Regions from separate parts of the Mus musculus genome. Here region 2 is linked to region 1. A link is a contact called in public promoter capture Hi-C data. All regions are on one chromosome and are shown on one strand. The core of a region is the stretch at or near the end of the contact, and the rest is flanking DNA. Distances in the headings are between cores, read along the strand shown.

Region 1 (3,713 bases), core at 751-3,250:
CATAAGGACGCGCTTCCTCCTGTAAGGTGCCTTCTCCATCCAACAGTGACATCACCTGGAGACCAGGTGCTCAAATATCTCAGCCAATTGAGGAGCCTCTTCATCCAAACCACCACATCCTAACACACGGACACATGTACGCACATGTATGAAGAACATATGTGTGTGTGTGTGTGTGCTTCACAAGATATTTCCATGCGTAGGGAAACAATATATGAAAAATCTCAAAATACCATTCTCTCAATGAGGTTAATCTTCAACACTTGTGCGTGTGTCTGCATGTGTGTGCTGTGTGTGTGAGAGAGAGAGAGAGAGAAGAGAGAGAGAGGGGGAGAGAGAGAGAGAGAGAGAGCCTGAGGAGACCAGAAGAGGGCACAAAGTCTCCTAGTGCGCAGTTATGAGCCACTCAACATGGGTGCTTCGAATCAAACTTGGGTCCTCTAGAAGAGGGAGAAAAGCTCTTAACCACTAAGCCATATCCCCCAACCCAACTGTTGGCTTTCTGACAGGGTCTCACTTACTTAGACCAGACCAAACCTGCTAACTCCTCAGCTCCTGACTCCACGGTGTTAAGAAAGGCATGCGCCACGTCGGTTTTGATTCTACCAGTCAAGAATAAGATGACTGCCACAATTTTTGAACAAAATTTGAAGCAAGCTTTAATACTAGCCAGGATGATGGACTCTGGCCAGTCCACTCCAGGGTTCCTAGAAAATGGCCACCAGCTACAATGGCCAGGTGATTATAAAGGGCTAACTCACAGGCTATGCCTTGGTCAGATGGAAGCAAGCATACATCCTGACATACTTCCTCCTACCTACCTCTCAACTCCCTGTGATCCCCTAGAAAAGTGAACGCATGTGGCTTGCTATCTGATACGGGTAACAGCTTCCAGAGAATCGTGGCGTATCTGTCCTCGGGCAGGGAGTTGACCGGTTACAAAGATCATTTTGATTCACGGAGTTCTTGGGCACAGTAATAAAAACCTAACTTTGCATTCTACACCCGATGTCTATCAAGTGTTTTGTAAATAAATTTATTCCTATTTACAATAATATTCTATCTACATGTGGGTCTGTGAAGGGGTATCCAGACGCCCGGGAACTGGAATTATTGTTGTAAGCTGCCATGTGGGTGCTGGGAATTGAACCCAGGTCCTTTGGAAGACCAGCCAGTGCTCTTAACTGCTGAGCCATCTCTCCAGTAAGTGTTTTATATAGACAGGTTTACTAATATTTCCCTTCGCCTCTTGCTTAGGGGATCTCTTCCGACTGTAAAGGAAAAAAAGCCCTTGATTTATTTTAAAGGTTTTGTAATTCTACTTTTAGCATTTGATCTGAAACTTCTGGTTTAAGGGTGGGTTTTCCCTCTTCTCCCCAACACACACACACAGTTCATTCAATATTGCTTATCTACAGCCCCAACCCCCAGACACATTTTTCATTATGTTTTACCTATTTTTCTATTCAATTTTGATCCTTCTGAGAACCACAGGACTTTGTTTCTGGTCAGTGTCGGGAATCAAGCCACCTATGGCCTACTTCACTGTCCATCTGGCCACTTTCTGCGGTTCCTCTTCAAGTCTGTACCAAGAAGCAGTTAGGGGAAGTAGGCCGGCCATTGAGTAACGGCTTGCCTCGGTTGATGGCTGGAATTCGGAGCCAAGAGGTCAGAGAGAGGCCGCTGTCTTTGTTGCTCGTGAGGCAGTGTTCACCTCCAGGGCTGGCTGGTTTTATTTATTTCATCTTCCCCATCCAAGTGTTCCTTGAAATGAGGTTAGACCGCATACTGAACCCAATCGCCCTTCCTGGGGCTACACTGTGAACGAGTGGGGAAATGGCGGGGACCGGGAACTGGCATCTTAGACACCGCGGTTTGGGGACGAAGGGATGTGAAAAGGGGGGACCTTCCCGGGAGGGCTCATCGCCTAAGCAATCTTCTCCGCGTCCGCCAGACGGCGCCGCGGAGCTCGCCATCCCCGCTCAGAGCCCGAGCCTGTGCCGCAGCCAGCCCGGGAGCGGCGCTGCGCTGCGGTGTGAGAGCCGGGCGGAGGCCTGAGCCCTCGGCTGCCTGGGAGCGCGACGCGGTGCCAGGGCTTCCCCGCTTTGTCGCTGGGGCTGGGGCGCGGCGGATTTACGATCCAGTTCACCCCGGCAGGAAACGTTCAGAACCACCCCCGCGCTGCGGTCTACAAAGCCCCGGAGTCCGCAGGCGGGAGGAGTCGGATCCCCGACACTGTCGGGCTCCCTCCCGCCCAGCTCCCGCATCAGGCCGTCGCCGGCCTCATGAGGACCCCCCGGCCGGGGCGGAGAACCGGGCACTGCCCGGACCGCGATCCTGCCGCGGCCTTAGAACGTTAGACAGGTCAGTGCGCTGGCACGCCCGGCGGCCGAGGTGTGGGCAGGAGCGGCGTCCTCCTGGCCTCGCGCATCGTGCCCGTGGCTCAACGAGGCCACCCGAGGGTCACCGAGGCCGGGCACCCGCGAGCGCGGGCGCGACACCGTGCCTTCCCTGACCCGCCAGGTGCAGTACAGCCGCCCCTCCGCAGCACCCTGGCCCGGCTGCTGCCCGTGGGGTGGGGGTGGGGTCCCCGAGGGCTGCGCACCCAAGATACTGCATGTCACCACGGCAAGCCTTGGGTGTATGCGGAAGCCCAGAGGCGAGAGAGAGGCGGAAGAAAGGAGGCCGGGAGACCTTTGGCGTGAGCATGAGGGAAGGGGTGCGCGCCGTGCGGAGCGGAGATGGCTGGCCTTGGGTACCTGCGCGAGCCTCGGAGGCGGCGGGGTCCAGAGTCCCGGCCCTCACGTTCTCTGAGAGCCTGGTCACCTCTCACCCTCCCCCATATCAGGATGCGGCTAGACCGCCGGGCCCTCTATGCGCTAGTCTTGCTGCTCGCCTGCGCCTCGCTGGGTCTCCTGTACTCCAGCACCCGAAACGCGCCAAGTCTCCCGAACCCTCTGGCATTGTGGTCGCCCCCACAAGGTCCCCCGAGACTCGATCTGCTAGACCTTGCCCCTGAGCCTCGCTACGCACACATCCCGGTCAGGATCAAGGAGCAAGTGGTGGGGTGAGTGCGGACCGCGGCGTGGCGGCGGCGACAGCGCAGAACATGCTGGAGGGGGTGGCCGGGGAGCTTTTGTTTCCTCCAGTGCTAGACTCGGACGCTGCTTACTGCTGACTGGTTGGGTGCAGTTATCAGGGAGGTGGAGAGGGCTACCGAAGCTTGAACTGGGGGGGAGACAGGGGCGCGGCAAATCTATCCTCCTCAACCTTGTCGCCGCCACTGGAGTGTGGGAGGATGTACAGGCAAAAGAGCACCCGGAGACTGCCTGCTGTCTTGATTTAGACTTGAGATTCCAGAAGGGTTCCTGGATGGCGGCTACGTAGACATCCTAGTAATTGGCCCTAGTTCGCACCTCTGTAACGCACAGATTTAAGGGATAAGCTGTCTCTCACCTGTGGGCAGAGTTGAGGGATCAAAGTGTGCAGCGCTGTGCGTTTTGTGAGATAAATGGAGCTTAGGTACCTACCTGGACTCTGAAGCCGCTTCTCCTCCCTTTAGGCTGCTGGCTCAGAACAACTGCAGTTGTGAATCCAAGGGAGGAAGCCTTCCCTTGCCCTTTCTGAGACAGGTTCGGGCGGTTGACCTCACTAAAGCCTTTGACGCTGAGGAGCTGAGGGCTGTTTCTGTCGCCAGGGAGCAGGAATACCAG
Region 2 (4,002 bases), core at 197-2,696, 1.0 Mb after region 1:
ATCAAAAATATGCATAGAGCTTCATTTCTTTTTTTGTTTTTGTTTGTTTTTTGACACAGGGTTTCTCTCTGTAGCTCTGGCTGTCCTGGAACTTGCTTGTAGTCCAGGCCGGTGTTGAACTTAGAGATTGGACTGCCTCTGCTTCCTGGGTACTAGATTTAAAGGCTTGCACCATCACCTGGCTGTAGAGCTTTCTTTCTTAAGCACATAAACAGAATGAAAACCACATAAACTACCCACCAGAGTACTGCCCTGATGAGATACTAGTATTCGAGTCTCTGAAATGGTCTTTTCAGGTCCACGAGGATATGAATCTCTCCCCACCTCCAACATTCCATCAAACAAGCATAGATCTCTGCACCACGTGTTTTCTTAAAGAACAGCTGTAATGCTCAAAAGAGACCAAAAAGTCTTCCTGCTATGGCTCAAAGCTCCTCCTCCAGCATTGCATACCACAAAATGCCAAGAAACTGCCAAGGATACTCTCTGGCAAATGTGGGCAAGCCTGTCTATCTCTCTCCAGGCTGTTCATTCACTCAAACATACCTTAACTCCTCAGGCAGCCAGGGGTTAATCATAAAGACTCCAGGGATCCTTGCTAAGCCTGGCTATCTGCAGGGTTCCAAGTATCCTCTCAAAAGGCATGACCCAAAGAATCACAGAGCTTTCTGCCTTAATCCCAAAGCATGTTATCTCCCCAAATTCCTCTGCCAGGATGGGTGGGGTGGGGTAGGGTCTCTCGTCTAGAAGCACACACTTAATTCTTGATGAGCCTTGAGACCTCTCAAACTACCTGTAATTTTTCTGCTATCTGGTGGGTTGAGTAAAAAGCGAAGTGAGGTGGGGGTAAGGGTGGATGCAATTAACCAAAATGATAAAATAATCTTGCCGGGTGTGAGCCTAGGGACAAGGTCTGAGTTGTCAGACTATCCCCGGGACCATGGGCGCAGCAGCAGACAGGCAGACTAACTTCGTTTCAGAAGATACAAACTTGCAAAGTTGGTTGTTTTTATTCCGCTGCCTCCTCCAGCCTCACAAACTTCTGCTCTAAATTCCTTTAACTCCAGAACCAGGTGCAAAAAGGCAGGAAAGACGCGGTGGAAGGAGAGGCGCTGAAGGGGGACAGAGGAATCTCGTTCCCCTCTTAAAGGAGAATTCTAAAACCAAGGGCGCTCCTGGATCCCTAGGAAAGGAAGTAGCTGATTCCCCAAAAGCACTTTTTTCCTACCTTCTTGTTGTTCTTGTTATAGCCAAAAGTCGAAATCCCAGGCCTGGAAGTCACTGATAGCAGCATTTTTTCTTTACTGTTACGGAGCTGAGAGAGAGAAAGAAGAGAGTGAAGGAAAGGGAGGGAGAAAGAGGGAGGGAGGAGGGGAGGGGGAAAGGAGAGGGAGAGAGGAAGGGAGGGAAAGAGGGAGGGAAGGGAGAAGGGAGGGGGAGGAGAAAGAGGAGAAAAGGAGCACGCAAGAGAGAGAGAGGGAGTGGGGGGGGGGCCTGCGGGGAAGAATGAGCTAGGTCTGCTCCTTACGTCACTGAGAGAAGTTAACCCAAAGTCAGAACGAGCCACTTCCACTGGGTCCTAATGCCCGGGATGTTCTGTTTTGGTTTTGGTTTTCATAGGCTTAGTTCAAGCTAGAAAGAAGAATTCTTAGGTCTAATCCTTTTCAAATGTAACCCTGTTTCTCCATGAACAAGTTCTGATTATTATGAAAAGACAATTAACCTATTATTAATAAAAGACAATGGTTTTTGTTGTTGTTTTGTTTTGATTTGAAGCTTTCTTTCCCTGAGATCTCAGCTACAAGATTTCAAACTTGGCCTGAAAAATGTCTTAGTAAGTTGCCAGGCCTATGCTCAGTTCCCAGATCTACATGGTAGAAGGAGAGAACCAGCTACCAAAAATTTTTCTCCCCCGACCCCAGCACCCAATGTGGCATGCCCACATATGCACATACAAAAAGAAATAAATGAAATAGTATATATATATATATATATATATATTTAAAGACATCAAGCTTAGTGTAAAAGGACCATCTTGACTGCCTCCCAGAGCATGGAAAGAAGACTATATGGCAATACCGTGTGTGAGAGCTCAGAGCTCAGACTAGTTTATATTAGGGTGATTTTTTTTTTTTTTTTTTTTGGTTTTTGAGACAGGGTTTCTCTGTGTAGCCCTGGCAGTCCTGGAACTCACTTTGTAGACCAGGCTGGCCTCGAACTCAGAAATCCACCTGCCTCTGCCTCCCGAGTACTGGGATTAAAGGTGTGCACCACCACGCCCAGGCCCAGCTTATATTAGGGTGATCTTGATGCAGTAAGAAAGATTTTGGAGTCTGGAGAGCTGGCTCAGGGGTTAAGAGCATGGCTGCTACTCCAGGAGAGCACAGCTGATTCCCAGCATCCACATGAGGTGACTCACAGTCACCTCTATGGCCACTAGCTTCCATGGATACCAGCATGCTCACACATGTGTGCTCTCTCTCCCTCTCCCACTCCCCCCCCCCATCATATACACATGCATACGTATATACACATACATAAGTACACAAAACACACACAGAGACACACATACACACACAATGTTTTATTTTTTATTTTTTGAGACAGGGTTTCTCTGTGTAGCCCTGAATGTTCTGGAACTCACTCTGTAGACCAGGCTGGCCTGGATATCTGCCTACCCCTGCCTCCCAAATGCTGGGATCAAAGGTGTGCACCCCCACTGCCAAGCTAATTTTTTTAACATTAAAAAAAAAGTATCTTGGAGCTGGCGAGATGGCTCAGTGGTTAAGAGTGCCAACTGCTTTTCCGAAGGTCCCGAGTTCAAATCCCAGCAACCACATGGTGGCTCACAACCATCCGTAATGAAATCTGACGCCCTCTTCTGGAGTGTCTGAAGACAGCTACAGTGTACTTACATATAATAAATAAATAAATAAATAAATAAATAAATCTTTAAAAAAAAAGTATCTTAAAATTAATAGGGCTGGTGAGATGGTTCAGTGGGTAAGAGCACCTACTGCTCTTCCAAAGGTACTGAGTTCAAATCCCAGCAACCACATGGTGGCTCACAACCACCCATAATGAGATCTGATACCCTCTTCTGGTGCGTTTGAAGACAGCTACAGTGAACTTATTCTAATAAATAAATCTTTTAAAAGAAAGAGAAAAAAGTAATTAATTAATTAATTAATTAATAATAATACAGAGAAACCCTGTCTCAAAAAACAAATAATAATAATAAGAAGAAGAAAAAGCATGGCCTAGGGATGGTGATACACTGCTTAAAGCTGGAACTCCAGCATGTATGAAGAAAGATCACCAAAAGCCTGAGGCCAGCCAAGGCCACAGAGTGACCAGTGACCGTAGGATCCACTGCAGAGCTTGAGGGAAAAGGCCAGCCTAGGCTATACTTTTTTTCACATGATAGTTCAGCAGGTAAAGGTGCTGAAAGATCTGGATTAATTCCTGGGACCCACGGGGTACAAGGGAGAAGAACCTACTCCTGAAATTTGTCCTCTGACCACCGTATGTGCTATAGTATACACTCACCAACACACACACACATACACACACACATTTTAAATGTAATAAAAGAGGACAAAAGTGAGTATGTTAAAAGCATATACAAATTAAATATACAATGGCAATAACTTCAGAGCCCTTGTTCCGTTCTGTCTGGGGTGACCGTTCCCAGCGCGAAGGCATCATCCCGAGACCAAGTCCACGCACCTCGCACCTCGGTGCTTTTGAACAAGTGGAAGCTTTACATTTTGTTATTATTTATTTACTTATTTATTTTTGGTGATCTCGGGAATTCAGCATGCTAAGCACGCACTCTCCCAAGCACTAAGCCAAGCCTTCAGCCCATGTGAGAGCTATCTTACTTAACTTTATGATTAATTTAATTACTTGTTGATGTAAGATAGGGTCTCACTCTGTAGTGCTCACTGACTTCAAACTCCGCATCTCCCTGTCTCCTTAGTGTGCTATTACTGGACATAC

The links. Promoter capture Hi-C pulls out the DNA fragments that hold promoters and counts their contacts.
Region 2: a contact with region 1 is called in a promoter capture Hi-C map of pre-B cells, with 4 times the contacts expected there. The contact joins the promoter of Rbms2 here to the promoter of B4galnt1 in region 1. A contact is called at or near these places in 3 of 39 promoter capture datasets (hippocampal neurons, liver and pre-B cells).

Annotation. Positions count from the first base shown.
Region 1 is chr10:127,163,156-127,166,868 of GRCm38.p6, forward strand. It overlaps B4galnt1 (beta-1,4-N-acetyl-galactosaminyl transferase 1), which reads left to right and starts at 2,001. Exons shown (of 11, transcript NM_008080.5): 1 at 2,001-2,364; 2 at 2,849-3,067; 3 at 3,563-3,713. The coding sequence starts at 2,850. Gm51819 (a long non-coding RNA gene) reads left to right here. Exons shown (of 3, transcript XR_003949045.1): 3 at 510-528.
Region 2 is chr10:128,175,122-128,179,123 of GRCm38.p6, forward strand. It overlaps Rbms2 (RNA binding motif, single stranded interacting protein 2), which reads right to left and starts at 1,447. Exons shown (of 13, transcript NM_019711.2): 1 at 1,229-1,447. The coding sequence starts at 1,294.